Regions from separate parts of the Mus musculus genome. Here region 1 is linked to region 2. A link is a contact called in public Hi-C data. All regions are on one chromosome and are shown on one strand. Each heading gives the region's core, a stretch centred on a gene start, on an enhancer-like site or on the middle of the called end of the contact. The rest is flanking DNA. Distances are from core to core; before and after follow the strand shown.

Region 1 (2,700 bases), core at 55-2,554, 250 kb after region 2:
AGCATCTGGAAAGTTTCGTGCTTTCCTGTGCAATGTTGCTCAGGACTTGGTCCTTTCCCTCCACACAGTGAGAAAGAACTGTCTGCTACCTAGGCTTTGTGGGAGAGCTGACTTTTCTAGGTGGACCATGTTCTCATTAGTGTAGAGCTAGGAACTGTTTCATTTTAATTAAAGGTAATCCAGAACTGATGCACTTTCTAAGGAAGCAATGTGTCAATAAAACAACTTAGAAGGAGTAGAATGAGTGTCTCCCCTTGGCAATTGGAGAGCAGAGGCAGCAAACTGTGTGACCAGTGCAGCAGGTAGGACACTCCCACTAAGTTCTTCTTGCTGGTGTTTGGGTTTTGCTTTTTCCTTCTCACCAAAAACAAAGGAGGAATCTTTTGGGTAATATTTCCATGAGAGGCTCCAAAACCGTGAAATCCCAGATTCTAAAGAAAGAGCTGCCTACCTCCTACAGTTATGGTGACCCCCTAAAGTTTTTATCAGCCCCTTCTGGAAAGGCATCAAGTCCACCCACCTTGTTAAATAACTATTTATCTCCCTACTTGCGGTCTGTAATTATCATTCCATTTCTGGGGAACCAGGACTACATCCAGCTACAGACCCAGTTCAAAGTGAGGAGGAGGAGGAGGAGGAGGAGGAGGAGGAGGAGGAGGAGGAGGAGGAGGAACATAAAACTGCCCTATCTGGTTTGTCTTCCTTCCTTCCTTCCTTCCTTCCTTCCTTCCTTCCTTCCTTCCTTCCTTCCTTCCTTTCTTTCTTTCTTTCTTTCTTTTTTCTTTCTTTCCTTCTCTCTCTCTCTCTCTCTCTCTCTCTCTCTCTCTCTCTCTCTCTCTTTTTCTTTTCTTTCTTTTTTTTCCAGTAAGCAATGAAGGAACTAAGAGCGTACACACATTCTTCTTGTCTTGGATCAACAAAGGAGTCATGCCAAATGTCAGATTAAATATTCCGCAGCTGAAGTGTTTGCACAACTTTTTGGTGGCTACCATTTAAAGAAACAAAACCAGCGATGGGCCTTTAAAAAAAAAATCACCCTTCCTTTGACATGCTCACAGTGTTCTGCCAGCAGTTGCTCCAAGCTGGAAGGCCAGGCCCTGCATATCTTGTCAATGGACCATGTGTGCCAGCTGGCAAGCATAGACTTGGGTATCCGTTCCTACAGGGGCATGAAGCCCCACTGTGTGCCTCACAGGCCACAACTGTATTGCTGTCTTCTTTCACCCATGACTGTGTTGGCTGAGGAGCTGGCCATTTAAATACAGAAGGAATTTCCTGATTCTTCAAGTATCTGTCATGTTTCAACAATGAGGTTGCACTCTCTGAGCTGCGTGTCTTTTCAGTTTGGGTTGGCTCTGTGGGACTGCTGGGGAAACCAGAGACAGATCTTTTATTGAAACAAAATAATAAGTCTGAACAAATCAGCCTTGTTATCTTTGGCTCTGGTGAGAGGTATATTCTTTTCAGCTTTATATTTCTACAGGATTGCTCAAGAGGCAATGTTTCCCCTTGCCAGGTTATGTGAGGGACAGAAGAGAACAGAAGGAGCCGGAATGCTTGGAGAAATGAGCGTTTTCCTGCATTTTCCAAATTACCTTTCCTTCTAGTCTGAGGCAGTCAGTGTTCCTCCCTCATTTCTCTTATAAGAAAAGAGAAGGGCAGGGCATCTCTCACCTGGCCAACATTGCGTGGTGGCAGTGTAGCTGTGAAGAATGACATTGGCCACTCACTCTCTATGATTTCAGGCAAGTTACTTCACCCCTCCACTCTAATTTAACTCCTTTACAAGAATGGAAATGGCAACAGGAATTGTTTGCTGATATTGACATAGAATCTGGAGTGTGTGAAGTGAGCTTAGGAGTAAAAGACAAGCCAGGTCAACTTCCAGCGACCGTGTAGACTGAAACCAAATGCCAGTCTTCTCTCAGCAGATACTGAGGGCTCTTCACTCTTCCGGAAGTCACTATCTTTCCCTGCATCCTCCATGGCAAGGTTGGAGGCAAGCAGAGACTCCAAAGAGATGTAGTTGTGTGTTCTTTTATTTCAATGTGCTTTTCCGGACTAGAGAGATGGCTCAGTTGTTAAGGATGCTTAGTCCATCACAGAGTACAGAGTTCAGTTCTCCGTACCTACCTAGGATGGCTTACACTACCAGAAAATTTAAATATATGCGATGCGATGTTCTCTTTAGCCTCCCTGGGTACCTGGAGACATGTGGTGCATATAACTTCACACCTACACACAGATAAATACATAAATAAATAAAATTACTTTTCCATGGAGATGAACTAGACCTGAAGCTCTAGCTCAGATCATAACAACTGCAAAAGCAACTGCCTCTGTGTACCAAGTAGAGGGAGTCTCCCAGGCTATGGAGACACATCTGGGATCTGTCCTATCATTCCCAGGTAAGCACTCTAGATTTAGAACAGAACGCACAAAGTTGTCAGGAGACGTATTTACTTGTGACAGTTGATGTCTGGTCTATTCCAGCTTGACTGTTTATGATAACGGGTACCAATCATCACAGGGGCTGCCAGTAGGATCCTTCAAAACACCACACAGGTGCTTCCCACATGGCAGGCTCTGTAGTCATCCTTGGATCCAAAGATGAGTCAGAAACAACCCTTTCTTCCCAAATGAGGCTTTATAATACAGAGAGATTTCTGCCGTTGTGTTTCAATTCTATATCCTCTAGAA
Region 2 (2,700 bases), core at 40-2,539:
AAGAGAAAAGTAGAAGGACCAAACCATAGAGGCAGCAAGAAAGCTAGGCTAGGTTGACCTCCATTTGTTAAGCTTGGAGCAGGTCCATAAGAGAGTGAAAACAACCTCATGTCTCTACAGAATAGGAAAGGCTGTAAGAGGAAGGATATGCATGGAGACCAGTGAGAAAGCTGTAATATCCAGAGTGTGAACGCATCTTTTTTGTTATATTAATTCTCTTTTCCTCAGTCTGATAAAAGATACAGACCAGAAAAATGGAAGGCCCAGATAAGGCTGATGGAGTGAATGGAAGAAGAAAAGACTGCATATGGTACTTCAGAGCATCTTATTTAAAGTTAGAAGGGCCGAGCCGGGCATGGTGGCACACTCCTTTAATCCCAGCACTCGGTAGGCAGAGGCAGGCAGATTTCTGAGTTTGAGGCCAGCCTGGTCTACAAAGTGAGTTTCAGGACAGCCAGGACTATACACAAAAACTCTGTCATAAAAAAACCAAACAAACAAAAAAGTTAGAAGGGCCAATCTAAAGTAACAAGTCAAATCCCACTCGTCACAACTTCTTTTATTTTTTATTATTTCTTTGCTTTTTGAGATTACAATATCATATTGTTTCCCTTTCCTTCTTCCCAAACCTCCCATAAACTCACCTTTGTTCTCTTTCAAACTTATAGCCTCTTTTTTCATTAATTGTTGTTACATACAATTGCATATGTATATGCATATGAATTCCTAAACACCACCTGCTCAGTCCATACAATGTTACTTGGACATATTCTTTCAGGGCTGACCATTTGGCATTGAACAATTAATTGGTGAGCTCTTCCCTACTCCTCTCACTGTCAACATTTCTTAGTTGCCTGTCCTTCTTTGTGTAGGCTTGAGGTGGGCTTTCCCTAGTCACTTTAATGTGTTCTTGTTCAGCTAACATTTAGGCAGTCATGTTGAGACTTTATATGTGTAACTTCTGACAATCCTAGGATATACAATCTCCTAGAAAACTCCCTGTTCTTTTGGCTGTTAAAATCTTTCTGTCTAACCTTCTGCAAATATATGTCTGTCTATCATCTGACAGAGATAGATAGAGAGAGAGAGAGAGAGAAAGAGAGAGAGAATATATGCACTGCTTGAATCCAGCACAATTTCTCATTAGTCCCCCTCCCCCCAAGCTGTTTGCACCCCCTATCCCTGTCTCCTTAGAGAGGAGACAGAGGCCGGGCAGAGGATGCTTCCATTGCATTTTGCATTGCCATTCCATTCTAGCAATTATGCAAGCGAGGGGGAGGGGGTGTGTGGGCATGTTCCATTCTTGAGGTCCTTTGATCACTTTTGTTCTTACATAACTCCTCAACAGCTGGGGCTGTAAACTTTAAAATTGGCAGGATCATAGTTCGTATTGCGAAAGGAGACTCAGCCCAAATTTGAAGAGAAACAGCTAGATATTTTTAGTGATTCCAGTATCTAGATTCCTAAGCATTTAGTGAGTCCTGGGGGGTAGCAAGCAATTCTTCTTTGCTAGATGTCACCATCTTGACTGGTACTGTGATACTTGGGTCTGGCTTGGGAGCATGAGTACTTTCTCTCCTCTCTCTCTCTCTCCCAACCCCAAGCTCTGGCTTATAATAACTCTCCTGCCTAGAGAGCCAGAGGGATGCTCACTGTAATGTTCCAGGCATCCAGGAATAAATCCACACCAACATATGCTTTGTCCTCTTTTTGGCTCTTGGTCCTTCTCACTTGGGACAGCCATCCTCCTCTCAACAACATTTGTCCTTCATTTGTCTTCATCACTTTCCTCTCAAACATGTCCCTCCCCCTCCTGATCTTCCTTGCTCTCTTTTGCCAACCACTTCCTCACTACCATTTCTCCCTCTGTTCTTTTCCACTCCTCTTCTTTATTTTTTTAAGTTTTTGCATTTAAGTTTCTTCCTTTGTTTGATTGTCTTAGATTCTGAGTCTGAGACAGGGTCTTGCAACGTAGACCAGGCTGGCTTCAAACTTGAGGCTCTTCTGCTCTAGTCTTTTGAATACTGGGATTATAAGCTTGAGGCTTCATATCAAGCTTCAGACATGAACATTTATCCATCAAAATAGAAAGGAGTCTGTTTATTGCTAGGAAGACTGCATCATAATGAAAATGGGAAAACGTAAACACCACTTGTTCAAAGCTGTTATAACACTCCTACATAAAGTCGATGCCAACTGTAGAAATAGGTTTATGAAGAAATTGTTAAACTTCCAAGTTGCTCAAATAAAATTAAAGAAAAACAAAATTGTGCTTTCTGCAGTGAATCAATTGGGGGCATCATGGATACTGGCTAGTCATTCATTCAAACATTTAGAGTTCTAAGATAACAAGGAAGTCACGTATATCATTTTCTTCTGTTAACCTTTCTTTCCCACCAAATAACTGAGATGTAACCTTAAGAAGAGCTTTAATTTTTTATCTCCAAAAGTGGCAGGCCATGGTGAAAAGGATAATGCTTGATGAGGTAACCAACTGCTTGGACCTGAGGCTCACTCCCACAGGATGGAACCCATGGCTGATTCTGTACACTCAGTAAAGAACCCAAGGTAAGTGAGGTCATAGGGTCTATGTGGGGAACCTACAATTATTGTTTTGCTACATCACCGTGTTGTCAAATGCCTTCTACATTTTTACACCCATACATTGATGCTATGCCCAGCCTTCATTCAAGAAACTTC

The links. Hi-C and Micro-C count contacts between places; a contact is called where the count stands out from the background.
Region 1: a Hi-C map of uterus shows a contact between it and region 2, with 2.1 times the contacts expected there. The contact joins two enhancer-like sites. A contact is called at or near these places in 2 of 484 Hi-C or Micro-C datasets (liver and uterus) and 1 of 115 datasets of contacts at active chromatin or transcription factors (fibro-adipogenic progenitors).

The regions. Positions count from the first base shown.
Region 1 is chr13:102,231,402-102,234,101 of GRCm38.p6, forward strand. No RefSeq gene overlaps it. Among named protein-coding and RNA genes, the nearest start is that of Gm36703, 120 kb to the right of the region's middle. Within about 2 kb of position 1,305, at least 83 of the 459 cell types and tissues checked have an H3K27ac peak or open chromatin away from gene starts, as enhancers often do. A contact at or near this core is called in uterus, where this site is marked.
Region 2 is chr13:101,979,057-101,981,756 of GRCm38.p6, forward strand. No RefSeq gene overlaps it. Among named protein-coding and RNA genes, the nearest start is that of Gm41044, 34 kb to the right of the region's middle. Within about 2 kb of position 1,290, at least 12 of the 459 cell types and tissues checked have an H3K27ac peak or open chromatin away from gene starts, as enhancers often do. A contact at or near this core is called in uterus, where this site is marked.